Regions from separate parts of the Mus musculus genome. Here all the other regions are linked to region 1. A link is a contact called in public HiChIP or PLAC-seq data. All regions are on one chromosome and are shown on one strand. Each heading gives the region's core, a stretch centred on a gene start, on an enhancer-like site or on the middle of the called end of the contact. The rest is flanking DNA. Distances are from core to core; before and after follow the strand shown.

Region 1 (5,156 bases), core at 2,123-4,622:
GCACGTGTGATGTAGATATGGCCTCTTTAACCCACTACATGATTCTTATGGGACCTGATCTCTGTAAATCTACCCCATTGCAGAGACAAGAAAGGACCTGTAAGAAATAAGGCAGCCTTAAGAAGACAAGCGCCACAGGACCTTACCCATAGCAGGACCAGAATGGATTGATCTCACAGAAGCAGAGAGTAGAGTGGGGTTCTCAGGGCTTAGGAAGAGTGGGGGCGGGGCGGGGAACAGCTGAGGAGAGCTGGGTCAATAGGAGCTGAGTGACACCTCGCTAGGAAGAAGCAGCAGCAGGTGTGGCTGAGGAGAACTGTGCTGTTAGTTTTAATGTTTGGTTATTTTTATTCTGTGTGTGTGTTTGCCTGCATGTATGCCAGACTGTATGCCTGGTGCACAGGAAAGCCAGAAGATGGCATGGAATCTCCTAGAACGGGAGTTGCAGACAGCTGTGAAGTGCCACGTGGGTGCTCAGAACTTAGTTTCTCTGGAAGAGCAGTCAGTGCCTTTAAACACTGACACAGGCCACATACCGTAAAATTTAAAGAGCATAAGCCAGGCCTGAGATCTCAGAACACTGGGTGTAGAGACAAGAGGTTCAAGGGTTCAAGGACAGCCTTCACCACATAACAAGTTAAAGGCTGTACTGAATTAAGCCCCTCCATCAACACACATACATACACATATGCAAGCACACGTACACATGCATGCACATATGTGCAAAAGCTAAGGAACTAATTTTAATGCATTTCTAAAAATTAAAAATATTCAAAGAAGCAAATATTTGACACAGGTTAAACCTTCCTTAATTTGTACATGTTGGGAACTGTTTTTAAGTATCAATAAATAATTTAAATTCAAAATAAAAGTAAGTTTAGCCAAGCAGTGGTGGTGGTGCATTCCTTTACTTTAGCATGTAGGAGGCAGAGATGGGGGAGGGGGGATCTCTGTGAGTTTGAGGCTAGCCTGGTCTATACAGCAAGTTCCAGGGCAGCCAGTGGTACACAGAAAAATGAAGGAGAAGATGAAGAAGGAAGCAGAGGAGGAGGAGGAGGAGGAGGAGGAGGAGGAGAGGAAGCTGAAGAGGAAGAGGAAGAGGAAGAAGAAGAAGAAGAAGAAGAAGAAGAAGAAGAAGAAGAAGAAAGAAGAGGAGGAGGGGGGAGGGGGAGAAGGAAGAAGAAAAGAAAAGGAAAGAAAAGAAGAGGAGAGGCGAGGCGAGGAGAAGAGAGACCTCTCCTTCACACTTAGCCTTGCTAACTTGAATTCCCTGTAAGAATGAAAAGACAGCTTAAAGCATATGGAAACGAGAGGGTGGTTTAGTGCTGATGCATTCTTGTTTGTGTGTGTTTGTGTGTACACATTCTTATATGTGTGGTGTGCCTCTCTGTGTTTCCTGATTTTAGTATATGAAGCATCTCTGGTCACTTGAATCCTCCTGAGTGGGTCCCTTAGCCCAACCTGGGGTAGTTATTCTTGGCACCTGTGGATGGGGGCAGCTGTCAGATTGCTGTGTCTTCTCTGTGGAACCAAAGTGACCAAGTCACCTGCAAAGCTCCACTTTGGCATCAGCAATCACCTCCCAGCAAGGAAGGGTTCCTAGGGCCTTAGCATCAAGCAAACTATTCCAAACAAGAACTGGGAAGAGCTAAGAGTCCCCTCCTGATTCAAGTTTCCTTCCACATTAACAAAGGAGCGGCCAGGCTGTGCTCTGCTTCCTCCGAGCTCTGTCCTATGTCACAAAGCATTTCTCAAATGCTCAGAGTTCAGTAAAACCTCAAGCGTATTGGGCTCAGGCCTCCATCTCATCCTGGGATTGAAAGAATCCTGCAGACTGATTAAAATTATATCCACATGTTCTTGATCTGCTAACAACCAGATCGTCAAAATATTATTTTTAGGGCTTTTTGATGTCTAGGAAACCTTTTAAGGTCTTTTAAATATGGTTTTAAAAGCCTCTTTTTCCTTAAAAGATGGAAACTTCGCTTGCTACATGTAAAGAAACCAGTGGAACTGAGTTGCTTAAGTCTAGAAATGCCACAGCGTTTGACAAGGGCTTAGAAACAATGCACTTTCATCAAACACTATGGCAACCTGAAACAGACAAAATAGCCCTCCATCCCGCATCTAAGGATGCTATTCCTCCCAAACCAGTGGTTATGGTCCAAGGGGAAAGGTAGAGAAAGGCATTTATTGGTACCCTGGGCATGGTGCCTGACGCTTCAAACTCAGACCCTTTTACTCTTCGCACCCGATGACATGTCAGATGACTTTGATATTGCAAAGTGGATTCTTCAGACATCAAAGTGTCCCCACCACGGAACTGTGACACCTCTGTACTTATAGTTATAAAACAGCTATAGCCACCCAACAGCACTGGGGATTCTCAAATCTCTTTGGAGCCTGGCACATGGGCCAGGGTCTCACCTAGGAGAAATGAGCACACAGACTCCACCCAGCCCCATCCCGTCAGGCATTGCACCTTATGTTTGGCCTCAGCAAGTTCAGCCCAAGTCACTGAGAGAGTAAAACAGAGCCAACAGGGATTCAGACGTCTTGCGACAGGCCAGGCGACAAAGGCTTTCATCCTAGCAGTGGTCAGCAAGTGTGTCAGAGGCGAGTCCCATGGTCATCCACCAACATCTGAAACTGCTAATTGGCTCGCTCAGTCACATCTCAACTAGATAAACTAAAGACACTTCACAGTTCCAGCCTTCCTTTTTTTTTTTTTTTTTTGTATCTCGAGAGGTCACTATACCCACGGTGCCTGTGGGCTAGTGAATGACATAGTCCAAATATAAATTACCTTAGCTGCAGAAAGTTCCAGAGAGCAGCACAGAGCCCTCCTGCTCTCGCTGTTTTAAAACAGTCATCTACAGAAATCCACCACCCTTTGCCTCTGCATCCTGCAAAAAAAAAAAAAAAAGCTGCTATCCAGACTGCCATCTGGGTCCTGGTGTCTGCATCCCGTTCCCTTCCTAACATGACCCTTGATAACAGTTGCTATAAGACCTGATGGTTGTCTTCCCTGGCACTTCCTCAGCTCCCAGAGGCAGCTTCACACTCTGCCCCCACTGTTTCCCCTCCCTGACTGCAGATTTTGAGGGGGGAAGTTTGGGGGAGGAGGGCAAAGACCTGAGAATGGTAGGCCACAGCAGGGTGAACAGGAGCCTGCCAGGGAGGCAGACATCTGTGCCCAGACAGATAGAGTTTCACTGATAGGATCTCTCTTACTATCCTTGTGAGAGATAAACAATTTGCCAAAGCAGCTTGCAGGGGAGGAAGTGCCCCCGCTGAGAAAGTGGCACTCCGAGGCCAGCAGCTCACCCCTGCGGTCACAGACCCAAGGCTTAGGGAGGGAAGGGGGAGGAGGCCACCCAGGCTTCACACAGGTGACAAGATTGATAGGGCCCACGCCTCCTCGGCTGGTATCAGAGAGAGGAGCATGAGCCGGCTCTGGAGGGGGATCAGCCCCTGTGAGAAGTGAGACAAAAAAGGGACCAAAGGCAAGTGAATCTAGACAGCGCTTCTAGAGGGGTCTCCTTATACATCACAGGGCACAGCCCTTGAGATGTTTGCATACACCGTACAGCTCCCGAGGTTGCCCACAGCTCCTCCAAAATGCAGCTATGCCTTCATCAAAACAGGACATCTGTCAGAACACTCGCCCGGCCAGAGTCAATGGATTGTTCTTCCAGGAATTAGATTTCTGGAGGAGGAATAGGTGGATAGCAACTCAGTTCTGACCAATGGCTTCTCAGTATTTTCTCAGTACCCATAAGGACTGATTCCAGGAAGTCCTCGGGTCCCTCATACAAAATGACACATTTGCATATAACCTACATACATCCTGCTTGGCCCTGCAATCAGCCCTGGCCTTACCTATAGTCAGGAATGGATATACGTGATATTCTAATGACGGATGGTTGTTTAGGGCACAGTGTCAATGAGCAGGGAAGGGGCTTGCTCAGTGTATACCTTCATGGGTAGCAAGCCCGCAGAAGTGGCTGCCCAGGGAACCAGAAAGAGAGGTCAGGGGCCAGTGAGGGAGGAAGAGAATGCAAGGCTGTGGGTGTGAAATGTCCTCTCATTAAGATTTTTGTCTCCCGGGAACAATTTCTCAGCAGGGTAATGGCCTGCAATTCTCATTTGCATTCTTGGTAAGATTGCAAACAAAATATGTGAGATGCCTTGTTCCACCAGAATGTCAGAAAACCAAGAGCTTGTGTTTTTTTCTTAGTTATCTCACATCATGTTTGGGACATTGTAGCGTACTTAAAAATGTATTGCCCCTCTGGAACACACAGTCACCAGGTAACTTGTATTTTATATAGCAGTGCTTATATAGGAAGCAGTAAGGAATAGCTGGCCTTTGGGCTTGTTATTAATCTGTGTGCATTTGAGCAGTTTAACTGAGTGACTCAATTAGATTTGGGGCAGACGTGCGGTTAACAGGACAGGCCCACTCTGCTTGCTGTCTTCCCCTAGCCCCCATTCCTTCTGTAGACATCCACGCCAGGGACCACACACTGGCTAAGCCAAATACACAGGACAGAATCCCAAAGACAGCCAGTGACGCCTATCCCTCGTGAATTGGAGATGGTGGATGGACTTGGATCTCACGCTGCATGCATTGTAACTGATCAAACAAACAGATTGCCAAGCATCAGCAAGTGATAAGAGTCTCAGCCACTCCTGGTTCTCTTCATTTGGGCTCACACCTAGAGGCACAAAAGGCTCTTCTGACTCAGGACAAACCAGTGTCAATTCCTGAAACAATTTTGCAGAGAGCTGGAGAGATAGATCGGCAGCTAAGCATTGACTGCTCTTCTTGAGGACCAGGGTTCATCCAATTCCCAGCACCTGCATGGTGGCTCACAACCATCAGTAACACTACTTCCAGGGCATCCAAAGTCCTCTTCTGGTTTCCTTAGGCACCCGCCATGTATGGTGCACACACATACAGGCAAGCGAGTCACCCATACAGGTGAAACAGTAACAAAATGTAAACCAGTTTTGATGGGGACGAGGAATCAGCATGTCCTGGCCCTTGAGTCTTTTACTCATTTGTGCTTGGTAACTGCATTTCTTTCTTTGATCAGAATTTCAACATTTTTCTCTACTGATACATCTGGTAAAGACATCTTTTTATCTTT
Region 2 (5,153 bases), core at 279-2,778, 340 kb after region 1:
TTAGGGTTAGTGAGTGAGTGGATGAGTCTGTGAGTGAGTGGGTGGGTGGGTGAATGAGTGGGTGAGTGGGTGAGTGAATATGTGAGTGTGTGAGTTAGTGTGTAAGTGGGTGAGTGAATGGGTGGGTGAGTGGGTGGGTGAGTGGGTGAATGAGTGAGTGGGTGGTTGAGTGGGTGGGTGAGTGTATAAACGAGTGAGTGTGTGAGTGAGTGAGTGGGTGGATGAGTGAGTGAGTGGGTAGGTGAGTGAGTGTGTAAGTGGGTGAGTGAGTGTGTAAGTGGGTGAGTGAGTGGGTGAGTGAGTGGATGGGTGAGTGGGTGAATGAATGAATGAGTGGGTGAGTGAAGTTTCTTCAGGATTGGAACACTGTTGCCTAATTCAGGAGCTGAAGTTTGTTTGGAAACATTTGTGAATGTAACCAGGCCACCCCATTTGGTTGTCTCTAGGGAGTTTCCTTTTACTTTGCCCCCTCCTGCAAGCCTCGGGGCTTGGGGGCCTGGGGACTGTCCCCCCCCCCCCACACACACACACAGTTGCTTCATCCCTGCCTCCAAGGTCTCACTGCATTTTTTTTTGTGGCATGAATAAATGAGCTGGTGATTGTGTGAATGTCACTTCTCTAGTTCCTTCCTGCAAAAAGCCTCAGGGTCTAAGGACCTTAAAAGTATCACAAGAGAATGTCACCTTCCAGGAGACTGTGAACAACTTGAAAAAATAGCTACATGGACAGAGAAGTCCATCCCAGCACCACAAGCCATCACTGAAATCTATGCTATGCCAGGCTAAAATGAATGTGCCAGGGTGGTTCCCAAAGCTGTGGGACAGAACCGGAGTGAACCAACCCCTCGCACTGGACGTTAACCCTGGAACCTCGAGGTCCTCACCAAGGACCCTTCAGTCTGAAGGAAATGTATCTACAATGTGGGAATGGCATTTGGCCCAAACCTCCTTACAGTTCACCTTTATGTGACACCCAAGGACAGTGCTTAACCTAGGACGGGTTACTTAAAGCTCTGAGATTCCACTCCCACATCTGTAGTCATGGTTGTCAGGGTAAAGATTAATGTGGTCAATGTGATAAGATCTAGAACCAGCCAGGAGACAGAGCTGTGAATGTGATTATGAAAGAGTTTCTAGATTGGGTCATTGAGATGGGAAGGTCCACCCTACATGTGGGCGGCATCTTTTCATGGGCTTGGGTCCTGGACTGAAAAGAAGGAGGGAGGGAGGAGGGAAGAGGGAGGGGAGCAGGGGAGGAGAGGCAGAGCGTTTGTCTGTTTCCCTGATAGCTAGTTCAGTAGGACCAGCTGCTTGGACGTTCCCAGCCTGACAGTTGTACCCTCAAACTGTGAGCTCACATAAACCCTTTGTTCCTGCCTTCCTTAAGCTGCTGTCTCTGATATTTTGTCACAGTGATGCAAAGGAAACTGATACATTGAGATTAACGACTGGGTGTGTGTCAGTGAGGTGACCATTCGGGACCACAATCAAGACAGGGTTCTTAGAATACGTCAACATATTCAAACTGGTTTGTCTTCTTCACAGCAAGACAATTCTAAGGCTTAGTGGCATGACTCAATTCAGCATGCATGGGGTCTTAGATTCCATCTTCAGCACTACAAAAAAAAATGAAAATGTGACAGCTGTACATGCTAGCTGCTTCATTTATTTACTGCAAACTTTTGCACAGATCCATGTAGTATCGTTATTTCAACTTTTGAGGGAGGGGACAAGGGAGCCAGAGGGAGGGTTCAGCCATCCACCTCGATCCCACACAGTTTGCAGCTTACTTGGCAGCCAACCTCGGGCTAGGCCATGACTTGGTGTTCCTATAGCTAGTGACAGAGGGGAGACATGAATGAGGGTTTAGCTGAAGCAAAACCTCAGAGACCATGCTGAACAGTTCCAATCTCATTGTTCCACCAGAAAAACATAGACAGTAATTGTCACAAAATGATCGGTAATTGTAGCTTGCAATGTACATATTCAACAGCAATCAATGAACTAGAATACAAATATAAATATGCCTGTAAGGAGCTCCCCGCTTAGTATGGAAGGCGGAGCATGGTAATAAATGGCTGTGTGAGAGAGGGTGAAAGGTCATGTTCAGAACCCAGTGGCATTGGCAATGAGCGATGAGCCTAAATGGGCTGTCCAGAATAGACTTGGGAGACCCCAAAGGGAAAGTGGGTGTCAATGAGTCCAAGAGAAGAACAATGAGTGGCTGGCGAGTGATTGGGTGGGAGAGAAAGAGGAGGATGCTTAAAGAGTTCAAGACAGTCAGCTGGCAGAGGACTTTGAATGGCCACACCTGAGCTCTACAGTAAATGTGCGGAGGCCAGCTCAGAACTGGGAAGTCACAGAGTATGGCATGTGGCAGGCTGGGGCAGGAGATCTTATCACACACCGCAGAGGTAGAGGTGCAGGCTTAGACTAAGCCTCCTGCTGAGCTAAGACCCAGGGAGGAAGGAAGCCAAGGGCCTGTTGAAAGTCAGGAGGTGTAAGAGAGACAACAGCCAGTGCTGAGATCTGTCTGCTGATTATAATGAGGCTCTGAAGAGCCCCTTGTCTACCTGGAGTGGACTCAGCCACCCGGTGTTTCTCCACGGCAGTGTGTTCTCAGAGCTATTCTGGGAAATTGGATTTATAGCAGCTGGAGCCTGTAAGCAGCCTGCAGTGGAGTGGCACCAAGAGCTGGGGGGTGGGGTGCAGGGGACTGGCAACTAGAACTGCCAGAGGCTGCCCAGTAGGAAAATCTCCCTGCAGGTCCAAGTGCGGTATCTACCTACTGGTTCATTCACTTGTGCATCCAAACATTCAGCATTCCTTTAGTCAGTGGCTATGCATTCTATCTATCCATCTGCCATCCATCCATCCATTCATCCATCTAACCAACTGCCATCCATTCATCTATCCGTTCATCTATCCATTTGCCATTCATCCATTCATCCATCTATCCATTTGCCATCCAATCATCCACCAGTTTGTCCAGTCATCCATGCATCTCTACTCATCCTGCATCCATCCAGTAATCTATCCAACTATTCATCTATTATCCATCCACTTATTCTCCCATCTATCATCTATGAATCCATGCTTCCACTCATTCTTCATCTATCATCCAGCCATCCATTCATCTATTCACTCATTCACCCTTTCCTGAACTCACAGGAGCAATCCAATCTTCTTTCAATACCTCAACTGTTCACATGTAGCATGAATCTTACCCTTCATCTACTAGCCCAACTATGTGACCACAGGACTTGGTAGCTAGCAATTCAGCTGTTTGCTCTCCAACCCTTACTGTGGATAGGCAACCTGGTACCAATTTTACTGTACTTGGCCCCCTTGGTCTGTCAAAAGAGATGATATCATGCTTGATTTTGACTACTGAGCATTTAATAGGATGCTAGGTATGACGTCCGTGGCGGGTGTCAGCAAGAGTCAGGTCATTAGCCAAAGGTCCATCTACACATGCTCTCTCCTGCATCAGTCGTTAGGAGTGCATTGCTCCCTGAGGCTCAAAAGCAGCAGGAAGCATGCAGCTGGGTTGTCAATGTGAGCCTGAGTGGGGATGGGGAGGGTGGTGGTAAGTAGGTACAGAAATGAAGACAGGGAGACCTGCTTGGACGTCAAGGAAGTGGTACTGACTGAAGGCAGTGAACGTGCTTGGAGACAGGGTGAGGAATACCAGCTCTCATTCTGTGTGATGTTCACCTGACTCCAGAGTATAAGAATGGACATGGAGCTCCAAGACACAGACATATAAGGGATGCGGGGTGTCCTTTGCCTATTGTAATACAGCAAGTACCCACTCCCCCCAAAAAAAACCTAGATTTAGCTTAAAATAACAATTTATTTGTTCTCATAATAGCAATGGGAGCTGGGCCAAGCAGGTCGGGGCTCAAATACCTTCCCCGGGTTTGTCCTTACTGTAGTGTCCATGTGACAGCTTGGATTAGATGGTACTGGTCCAGCCAGAAGAGCCCTCACATGTACATGGGGTGCCTTAGCTGTGGGAATGGGCCAAGAGGGTGTATGGAGCATCTACTGCTCTTGTGCAGAAGGCCTGCTTGAGCTATTTACAAAAGAGAACTTGGAGACACGCAAGGCAGAAATCCAGCAGGCACTTGGCCCCAGCAGAGTCTGCTTTTCCACGGTCCCTGAAGTATTGCAAGTCCCAAGCTGACTCAAACTCAGCAGGTTGATATGCAAGGAGCTGGAAAGTCACATTTCATAGAGACACCAGTCCAGGGAACAGATGAACATTTGCCTGCTTGGTTTACTGTGTTAAAGTATACATAACCCTGGACTGGGACAGGGGTTCCCCTGGGCTGGGGGAGGGGCTCCCCTGGGCTGAGGGAGGGGCTTGGTTGGCAAAGGGCTTGTCTTACAAGCACAAGGACCCCTGAGTTCAGATTCACAGCAACGCAATAACAAAACAAAACAACAAACAAACAAACAAACAAAAAACTGGACACGACATGGCGTGCATCTCCAATCCCAGTGCTGAAGAGCTGAAGACAGAAGTGGAGGGGGGGGGCGAGGTCTCCAGAGCTCAATAGCCAGCACCCTAGCTGAACTGATGAGATTAGTGTTCAGTGAAAGAGACTGGCTTAAAAAATAGGGGAAAGTGTTTGAGAAGATATCAGACATTGACCTCCGACCTCCACATAGATGCTCATGCATCTGAATGCTCACTTACAGACACACGCATGCGCACGCATGCGCCCTAAAATTTACTAGCCTCACCACTTCATTGACAGCTCAGTGACGTGAAACACTGTCACAGGTTTTGCCACCCCTCCTACCCCCACCCCCTGCACACCCTCGTTGTTTTTGCTGTGCTTTTTACCAGGTGGGACTAAGTTCGTGCAAAATCTACGCCAAGCATGTGAGGGCCCCGATTGGCATTGAAGGATCGCTGGCTGAACTGTGTGAACAGATGCGTGAGCATGCAGTCTCAGGGCAGGTGGCGCCTTGGGGTAAGACCTCCATGCCTCTCTCTCTGTCTCTCTCTCTATCTCTCTCTGTCTGTCTCTGTCTCTCTGTCTCTGTCTCTCTCTGTCTCTGTCTCTGTCTCTGTCTGTCTGTCTGTCTGTCTCTCTCTCTCTCTCTCTCTCTCTCTCTCTGTGTGTGTGTGTGTGTGTGTG
Region 3 (4,903 bases), core at 2,403-4,902, 320 kb after region 1:
TCAAGTACTCCTCTGGCCGACTGGAGAGCTTGGTAGTGGTGACAAGAGGCCATGGCTAGAAAATGCAAAACCGCAGGTGGCATTTGCCCTGGGGTACATGGTGGCATTGTACTACGCTGTATTATCCACATCCTCCACAGATTGCTCAGAGACACCATGAGTAGCATCCTTGCTTTAGAGGTGGCTGGATCTGTCTGTGGTTGGAGAAAACTGACATAGAATCCCATGATTCACCCACTTCAGATAAGTCACAGTGGACACTGGAGACTCCCATTCAACTTCCTCCACCCTGAATCAACTGAACACATCTGCTTCAGTTTTCTCCTTTCAAACAGATGTGTACCTGCTGCCAACTTTGGACATTGAGAGTCAGGGGAAAATGGCAGCGTTCCTCCCCATCATCACTTGGAGGCTAAGCTTGTGCAATCCAGTTTCTCATGGTCAAGGCAGGATGAAGTTTCAGCCCTGGGGTTGGAGTCAGGCACCTGCCGAGCTGGAGCTGATGTGATGCCCAGCCTCTGTTCAGGCATCCTGCCGGGCACAGGCGCCTCTCTGCTATGTCATTAGTTAACCTCTAATTAGCACAAAGACCTGCCAGCCCAGCAGACTTCAAACAGACCCAGCTTCCTCCTGGTTTCTCAGGTTCTACCCCCATTTCTACCCACTATCTGAAAGCCAAGAGGAGATCCAGCAGGCCCTTCCTCCTAAGCTGTGGGCCCAGATTTAGGTCATTTGCCCACACATCAGATCCACTGCAGCAACTGAGACGTTTGCACAAGTCAAGATTTCTCAGTGGCTGTGAGAGGCTCCCAGGGCTACCCTGCCCTCGGGCTGGTGTTTCTCTTACAGCCCAAGTGTGCTCTCTCCTCTCCTATTCAGGGGGCATCTGTCACTTTTATTTTCTCTGCCCAGCATCCATTATTCTCCATCTCATTCCTCTCTGGCTCGCGTCTGCCCGCCACCCCTTTGAACTGTAGTTTCTCAGTCTCTAGCTCTCCGTGGCTGCCTTCCTTATATCCTCAGCCCCGAATGGCAGTGGCTCTATCCCGGACATGTACGCCCCCCAACCCACCCCCACCCCCTGCCACCACCAGTGTTTCTTTCCCATTGCACAAGGCAGAGTCTTTCATGAACACTGACTTGACCTCCACACAATGTTTGCTTTGTCCTGGGAGTTCAGAGCCAAACAGGAACAGGGGCAGGAGTGTTCCTTGTGGCCTTGGCTTGCAGTCTCCAAGCCTCACATTGTTCTGTGTGTCTGAGGGTACAGCTTTGCCGCAGTAGACTAGCACCACCATCAGAAAGCACTGTGGGCTTCTAGGCAGAACCAGAAACTACACATCAGAGAGTCTGAGGACACACAGACAATGGTACTGAGGACATTCGTTGCAAAGAAGTAATGGGCACTGTCCTAGGGCCTGGCAATAGGGGCAAGATGCTATACGTACCACAGTTGCCAGAGAAGCATGGCAGAGACGTGCCAGGAAGCTAGGGATGGCTGTCCTTGTTCTGCCCGGGTGCCAGCTAGAAAATTAAATTATATCTTGATTCTCTACTTGGGAAGAACAACACACAACTTTTTTCCACAAAATATAATTCCAGTAAGTTATGACGGAGTGCACTCTGGCTTTGGCAGTTTTGGTTGGGCTTCCTATGGAGTCCTTGTTAACAACTTCAGGAATATGGTAATGAATGGAGCAGACATGGCCCTGAGTGAATGAGTCTCCCAGTGGGAACCAGATGATGTGGAAAGTGGTGACCTTGCAGTTACAATGGTGATGGTTGCTCAGAGGGGTGTGTGTGTCTGTCTGTGTGTGTGTGTGTGTGTGTGTGTGTGTGTGTGTGTGTATGTCTGTGTGTGTGTGTGTGTGTGTGTGTGTGTGTGTGTATGTCTGTGTGTATGTGTGTGTCTGAGTGGGTGTCTGTGTGGGTGTCTGTGTGTGTGTCTATGCCTGTGTGGGGGGGGGGTGTCTGTGTCTATGTGTCTGTATGTCTGGGTGTGTGTCTGTGTCTATGTACATTTGTGTGTTTATGTCCGTGTGTGTGTCTGTATGTTGCTGTATGTGTTTGTGTCTATTTGTATGTCCCTATGTGTCTCTGTGTGTGTATGTGTGTCTCTCTGTGTGTCTCTGTGTGTGTCTCTGTGTGTGTGTGTCCATCCCAGCACAAGGTCAAAGTTCAGGAATGGATGCTTCAAGGGACCTTGAAGTAGTAACACAGAAGAGAAGGTACACACCATGCCTGTATCAGAAGCTGCATGCAGTCTGTGAGCTGAGTGTGCAGCCTGAAGGCAGGACTGTTCAGGCTGGAGATCTGTGTGCTCAGGAGTCAGGAATGAGAACAGAGAAAATCACAGCTTACTCTGTCTCTCTGAGAGGTCCCCCGCCACTGTGCCAAGCCCGTGTCTTCCCAGAGTTTCTGTGCTGAAGTGTCAGGGTCAGTGGGAAAGTCTGGGGTGTGGCCCTGAAGCACAGACGCGGTGCTGGAGGCTGCTCCCTCAGTGCACAGAGGTAAGACCCTCATGTGAGAAGCTTCAAGCAGCCTTGGCTTTCGTCCTCCTCCTCTCACTAGGTGAGCACACAGAGCTCATATCCGTCAGAGGAAGTGGCAATCAAACGCCATCATGGATACAGCCATAGAACCCTGCGCTGCCAGGACCCTGCGTGCAGTAGGCTCAGTCTTTCTAAGTATGAGGACTAACTCTGTTTCCGTTTTCCTTTTATTAATTTATTATTTATGCTGGGAGCAGACCTGACACATACTAGGACAGGTTCCTTCCGACTGAACTAAATTAACAGTCCTGAATTTCTGTTCTTATGAGTGACCCAGCACTTGGTATTTTGTTACAATAGCACAGACAAGCTAAGATAGAAAGTTCTGAATAGAACACTACCAGCAGCACCAGCCACTACATTTGTACATGACAAAATCAACACAAATACAGGGCCTTCAGGTAATCTCTCTGTGAATGACAAACACACAAATGCTACACGGCACAGGGCATGCGCTTTTGCAGTGTTAGTTACACAGCGCTCAGCAAGCAAAAGATACAGAAGCCAGACCCAGCTCTGTGTCTGCAAGATCTGTTACCATATCTTTCATGGCCAGTTCTCCTGTCTCTGCCATGTCTGTGTGTCTAGTTCCAAACAAAGATGGATAAGTGACTGGAAAGTCGGGCATCTACCACCTCTGGGCCCCACATTCCCTATATCCTATACACATGTGTGCAGAGAAACCCACACCCCCAATGAGGGACAGCCCCAACAGTGCAGCCAGGTTCCTGCTACAGCATGTGTGCTCCAGAGTGTAGCTTGTGACCCTAGCAAACCATTCCCACTGGTTGGGCACAGCAAGGCTCCCCGGCTACTGGGCTGTCAACCTCATGGTACCTGCAAACCTTGCTGAGTGTCCTGTATAGGAGGGGTTTGTTTTGTCTCTGGCTCAGAGTCCTACCACTGAGTGGCCTGGAGCTCCAGTCCCGGGGGAAATTCTCTCTCCCCTTCTCAGGTTTAGCCTTTTTCTTCTTCAGTTATCAAAACATCAAACCTTTGATCCCCTGCCCCATCAGACAAATCCAGCTTAATTGCCTCAGTGGGCCCAGGCACGGAAATCAAAGACCTGTTTAGGGAGGGTGTCTGCCACCTGGCAGGCTTGCCTCCCCAGACCTGGAACACACAAAATCCTCCAGCAATAGGATAAGGGAGAGCCCCGAACCACAGAGAGCAAAGCCTGGCACCCTGCCTGGTGAAGGGAGGGGCCACAGGGGCCTGAGGGGAGGAATCTGGGGACAAGCCTGTCCTGTCTTTGAGGGACAACTAGACAAAGGCAAAGAAATAACAGTTCTTTCTCATTCGATCCTTTAACTAAGGTGATGAGGAAATTATGGGAAGTTTTCGAGAGCTAAGGTAGAAATAAGTAAGAGAAAACAATAATCTGGAAACTGTGGGCCCAAGAAGAATGAACATAAACTATCAATAAATCCATAAAAGGACACAGGCTTCTGACAGCAAGCGAATGGAAATTTAAATGTTGGCATACAGTTTTCACCCCTGGATAGGTAAGTCGCTTTTTAAAAATATAATCTGCAAAGGGCTGGGAAGGAGGTACTTTTGAAATTTATTAGAATAAAAGGTCATTTGGATTTTTCATAAGTTTGAAAGGATGCATTTTTTTAACCTAGAAATAGTTTTTTTTTTAACATTGGGAAAATGCATATGTAATGATGCATGGTGTGCTTCGTGATAATATGGCACAAAATATTCATGTGGAGACTGGGGGTGGGGTGCAGTAGGGGCGGGGTACTCAGTGAACGAAGTGGTCACTGCAAAAGCAGGACAGTGAACTCGGGTCCCCAGAAGTCACAGCCACACAGCCACACAGCCAAGTCACTGCTGAAGTAGACACAGTGTCTACAGCTCCTGTTCTTTCTAGGAGTTCACTGCTCAGCCAGACAATTGGTGTGCGGCTATGAACTCTTGTTATTCTTGCGGATTCTTGCAGAGGACCTGGCTTCAGTTCCCAGCATTCGGGCCACTGCTCACAACCCTCTTTAGGTCCAGTTCTAAGAGATCCACTGCTCTTTCCTTGCCTCTGCATAGTCTAGACATGCAAGCGGTGCACAGACATACATATCATGTAGAACACTCATACATATCATATATATAACATAACAACAACAACAACAATAATAATAATTGAGATCGATCTATAGAGGAAGACACCCAATGTCAACCTCTGGCTTAAACACACACATAAGCAATATAATTATCATATATGTATGTGTGTGTATTATAATTTTTATATATGATAATGTTATTAACATTTGTCAAATATCAAAATTAGAAAGTAGGAGAAGAGTTCTTTACATAACGTTTCATTTTATCTGTGTGTGTGTGTAATGTGT
Region 4 (4,623 bases), core at 380-2,879, 410 kb after region 1:
GCCTTGAATTTGTGATCCTTTCTTTTCTGCCCCTCAAAATAGCTGGAATTACAGGTCTGTGTAGGCAGGCCAAACCAGAATAGCCTATCGACCATAACGAATGGAAGTAGCTCTCATTGTTTTGTGTATGGTGGAGGGGACCCCATCCACCTCTCTCTACATGCTGTAAATGAGACAGATGTTCTAGAAGCTGCCGTGTCTAAAATAGGAGGGATAGTCGGCTCATCTTCTTTTACATTATAGGAAAACCTCACAGATTCAGTCAACGAGAGGAAAGGAGATTAACTAGGGGAAACACAGATTGCTGTGGACATTAGCGCTGGAAGGAGCTCCGTGATAGAGGGGCTCTGGGATAAAATAACCTTGGAGATGTTGCCGATGCAGCATCCTCTCAGGGCTCCAAACACGCATCTGTGCACAGCAGGCTAAGAAGAGGCCTGCTGTAAGACACTGACCTTACTTTTTTAAGCCTCATATTTACAAAACACTCATCATCAAAGCCTCTTTAATAGACTAACTAAGGACGTGCAAGAAGGAGCGCATGGGGCCCTCATTAAGGAATCACAATTTTTCTCAAAAGACCAAATCATGCTAAATGGGTCCTTACTAATCCCAGACAGCACACAAGGAGAACCCTCTGCCCGTAATAGCCAAAAACGTCCTTTGACCAACTATATTAATGGAATTGCAACCCAAAATGGGCTTCTCTTGCTTCATAGAGGACCATAAATAAAATCATTTTTCACACTTCAGAATTCTTGGAAATACCACTTAGTGGAGGGTCTACTAGAGAGCGTTTAATAAGCCTCCCTTTAAAGATTTGTTTTTGGTTTGTGTGTGTGTGCGTGCATGTGTGTGTGTGTGTGTGTGTGTGTGTGTGTGTGTGTGTGTGTGTGTAGGTGTGTCACATGTAGGTGGTTACCCACAGAGTCTAGACTCCTGAATCTGGAGTTGCAAGTGTTTGCAAGCTGCTGGGCTTGGGTGGCGGCAACTAAACCTGGGGACCCTGGAAGAGCAGCAAGTGCCCTTAAGTGCTCAGTCTTCTCTTCATATTTTAAAAAGACTTCTAAGAAATGGGTTTCGGTGATTGATGTGAGTTGGAATACTAATTCTAACTTCACTCAGTTCCTCATCCATTCTGTAAACTAGAAACAATATCAACTGCAGTAGGATAGAAACATTTGGCCATTCAGTAAGTGTGTATTTCCATTTTCTGTGGTCACAGCATCCACCTAGTGCTGGAGTCTGCTTCAATACAGCCATTAATGTCACCCTGGGAAATAATAGCAATAAGCTATAAAAGAAACTTTGCCTCTGAGACCCAAATATCTTACACATTACAATTCCAGGTGACAGTTCCCAGCACTTTCAAGCTAGGAAAACATCTTACAGGTCATGTAATTAGAGCATCTCGATTTGGGAAGTATAGAGACAGGCCAAGAGACAACCCAAGGTTTGCCAGAGACCAGAGGCTGATGGCATCTAGAGCTGGGTCCCTCTAGCTGCTCACTCTTTGGTTCCACAGGACGTGATACCTGTGGAGAGAAAAGGAAGCCACAGAGCTAGCTGGTGAGACACTCTGGATTTACAAGAGGGAGAATTTCAAAACTTCACCTTTCTTGGTGCAAATCTTAAAACACTAAGGAAGGAAGCCTGGCCACATCCTGCCAGTCCCTAACGTCACAGGACCCTCTCCAGCCTCTCTGAGTGAATGATGTTCAGCAGTGTCTGGAATGGGCCACAAAGAGAATGAACGTTTGCTCAGTAGCAAATACCTCTGTCACTTATCTGTCTTCTTGTCTGGAAGGCTGGGCCAGGAGTTGTCAGCGCCCCTCTTTAGGAGGGGCACACGCTTGGGGTGTCTCTGTCACCTGGAAAGCAAGCTCCAGCCCCACCATGTGTGCATGTGAGATGTCTCTGTGTATTTTTAGAAGAGTTTCTTATTTTTTTAGGACAGAGACAGACAAAATATTTTTACTGTACAGCAGGCCCTGTTTTGTGTTGAAGTGTGGGGAAGGAAGAGAGTGAGGTGGCTTAAGAGCCGAGCGTGGATGAAAATGACAAATGTCTTCTTAGGCAGGGAGAGCAAGTGTTCTGTACTCACAAGGTCCAGTGAGCCTCCAGCTGACCCCTCTGGACCTCCATCTGCACAGTAGTGAGAATGCTGGGAAAGAGTCCTGAAAATGAGGCTCAAGGACAAGAGATCTCAACAAGGGACACAGGAAAGCCACATGAGGTGGGATGACAGGGAGAGTTCCAAGAATGGAAGTTGAAAAGGACCCTGTCTCGGCAGATGACAGCCTTCAGAGCAGGATCTCAGTTGAGGATGGAGACCTATGAACAAAGGCAGTTTGACATGTGATCCCGTCTCTCCCCATCAGTTCTGCTGGTGGGTGCGGTTCAAATGATAGGTCGAACCCTGTGAGTTGGCACTATTACTGGATTGCACAGACGAGGAAACTGTGAATTAGGGGAGCAGAGAGTCACCTAATTCATGAGCAATGAAGGTAGGATCTGAATGTGTGTCTTCCCTGGCCACCTCTGTGGGACTTTCCACATATGTATGCTAAAGATGTGATGTAGGGCCAGTGCTAAGAGGAGGGAGGGAGAGCTGAAGGCTTGGTGGGAAGATGGATGTGAGCAAGGTCTGAGGTGGGATTCAGAAAGTTAGGCTCATTGAGCAATGAATTTAGGCTTCGTGGCCTTTTCTGTTTTCCTTTATTTAAACCTTGGTTGATTTTTCTCAACTTAAATATGGAGAAATAGCATCAGCCTGAGGGTTTAAAAACCAGCTGTGAGATGGATTTAGACACTAATTCTTCTGACCAGAAGAGAGGTAGGGAGTCCCTAAAAGGCTACCAAATCAGAGAAGAACAGCTAAAGGTCTGAGCAGGTAAGGAAAGGAACACTGGAGTCAATGTTACAGATTCTTCAAGATGCAGGACTGGGCAGGGAGATCCAGCGGCTGCCGGGTGGGGTATCTAAGGGAGTTTGCCAATGTCTCAAATGAAGCTGATCATTTTCTAAGCCTCTGTCCTCAAAGACCTTTCTTCCCAGAGCCCAGTGGTAGGAGCGGGCAGCTAACTGACCGCCAGTAGGAACTAGAAGATAGCTGGGACTGGATAGTATGTGGCAAAGCAAGAGAAGACAGGAGGACTCAGCCAGGCCACACATGCAGGGACACAGCAGATGTTTGCATGCTGGCTGTGGACCACCCTTGTGAAAGGAAATGTCCAGAGGAGGTATGATGCCAACAGAGCATGTGGTATCACAAGGGGCAATGCCTAGTGTTTTCCACTGCTTTGTAGTTCTTCCAGATCCCGTGGGTGAGCAGAGCCATCATTCTTGTTCCTGGACGATAGAAAGCAATACTATAAGACAATGTGGGAGAGACAGACAAAGACATGTCCCGCTCTGCTGTGTCCTGGCCACTTCCCAGCAGAGCCCTTGGAAAATGTCTATACTCCATTCAGTTCCCTTGTCTGTAAGACAGGGGTGATAATGGCACTGTGGTGGGAGGAAGGGGGTGTTAGCAAATCTGAGATGAGTCTCTGACCCCTGGAATGCTACCCATGTCTCTAGGGCTGCTACTTGCAGTCAGCAGATAAGAGAAGAGCCACACTGATTGTGTACAGAGAGAGTTAATGAAAACACCAAGTACTCGAGTTTCTTCCCCTGGAAAAATGAAGCTACATGTCCTTCCCAACTTCTACAAAGACCAGAATGAGATGAATTATCTTAGAGTACTTTACCAAACCAGATGTCCCCATCTGGTTAAAGGGTGACAGTAAGGTGCCTGAAGGGAGCTGCCCTTTAGGGGTCCTGGAGCAAAGTCACTCAAGAAAGAAGCTGGGAAATGAGGTTTGCATCAACAGGACTCTGTTTCTAGAACTTTCCACTATGTCAACTACCCTCGGGTGAACATGCTACCTGCTGTGTACAGAAAGTTGGAAGTATCTCTCAAGTCATATCATCACTAATGGTGTCTGATTTGACAGTCTCTGCCTCCCATGCTCCACCAGGATCTAAGCAGCTGTTCAGGAGGACAGTGGGAAAATTATCGAAGGTAAAGAGAACCTTTCAAGCTAGTTAGAGTTCAAAAAAGAATGCCTCGGCTTCTCCACCTGCCTCCTTCATCCCTGTCACTTTGGATAAGAAGGTTTTTACTGTCAGGGAGGCTTAGGCTTATGTCAGAAGACTTTACCAAGCAGACTAATCTATGTGGCAGAGCCCTTGGGGTTGGATAGACAGGGCTACTCACGCTGACAGTGGGAGAGTATTCTTTGAGGTAAATTCATACTTGTGAAGTGACCATGTGAGATCTGGGTGTCCAACCACACAGTAAGGTTGGTGAAGGTTGAGTGAACTAGGGTATCCTAGGTTCCATGCCAAACCCTTCATTACCTCACCCTTCCCGAATGGGCCATCCGCAACATCCCACTTCTGTTCCTCAGACCACTTGATCATGACCATAATGCTCCAGCTTCATGATGCTTAAGACTCATTTGTGGAGCTCATGAAATGCACCTGTCTCTCCTTACCTAAGGAAGGCATGTTCCAAGAACCCCAGAGTACAGAGTGATCGCAGATAGATTCAAACCCTCTGCACACTGCTCTCCTTAT

The links. HiChIP or PLAC-seq counts read pairs in DNA pulled down with a chosen protein or histone mark.
Region 2: a contact with region 1 is called in an H3K4me3 HiChIP or PLAC-seq map of the SCID.adh cell line, with 9 read pairs. The contact joins two enhancer-like sites. A contact is called at or near these places in 3 of 115 datasets of contacts at active chromatin or transcription factors (CD8 T cells, the SCID.adh cell line and acute myeloid leukemia).
Region 3: an H3K27ac HiChIP or PLAC-seq map of T-cell acute lymphoblastic leukemia shows a contact between it and region 1, with 2.9 times the contacts expected there. The contact joins two enhancer-like sites. A contact is called at or near these places in 2 of 115 datasets of contacts at active chromatin or transcription factors (the SCID.adh cell line and T-cell acute lymphoblastic leukemia).
Region 4: an H3K27ac HiChIP or PLAC-seq map of T-cell acute lymphoblastic leukemia shows a contact between it and region 1, with 2.9 times the contacts expected there. The contact joins two enhancer-like sites. A contact is called at or near these places in 1 of 484 Hi-C or Micro-C datasets (DN3 thymocytes) and 2 of 115 datasets of contacts at active chromatin or transcription factors (T-cell acute lymphoblastic leukemia and acute myeloid leukemia).

The regions. Positions count from the first base shown.
Region 1 is chr12:107,156,994-107,162,149 of GRCm38.p6, forward strand. No RefSeq gene overlaps it. Among named protein-coding and RNA genes, the nearest start is that of Gm52008, 48 kb to the left of the region's middle. Within about 2 kb of position 3,373, at least 50 of the 459 cell types and tissues checked have an H3K27ac peak or open chromatin away from gene starts, as enhancers often do. A contact at or near this core is called in DN3 thymocytes, the SCID.adh cell line and T-cell acute lymphoblastic leukemia, where this site is marked.
Region 2 is chr12:107,494,698-107,499,850 of GRCm38.p6, forward strand. No RefSeq gene overlaps it. Among named protein-coding and RNA genes, the nearest start is that of Gm33236, 150 kb to the right of the region's middle. Within about 2 kb of position 1,529, at least 15 of the 459 cell types and tissues checked have an H3K27ac peak or open chromatin away from gene starts, as enhancers often do. A contact at or near this core is called in the SCID.adh cell line, where this site is marked.
Region 3 is chr12:107,475,904-107,480,806 of GRCm38.p6, forward strand. No RefSeq gene overlaps it. Among named protein-coding and RNA genes, the nearest start is that of Gm33236, 170 kb to the right of the region's middle. Within about 2 kb of position 3,653, at least 3 of the 459 cell types and tissues checked have an H3K27ac peak or open chromatin away from gene starts, as enhancers often do. A contact at or near this core is called in the SCID.adh cell line and T-cell acute lymphoblastic leukemia, where this site is marked.
Region 4 is chr12:107,564,987-107,569,609 of GRCm38.p6, forward strand. No RefSeq gene overlaps it. Among named protein-coding and RNA genes, the nearest start is that of Gm33236, 83 kb to the right of the region's middle. Within about 2 kb of position 1,630, at least 16 of the 459 cell types and tissues checked have an H3K27ac peak or open chromatin away from gene starts, as enhancers often do. A contact at or near this core is called in DN3 thymocytes and T-cell acute lymphoblastic leukemia, where this site is marked.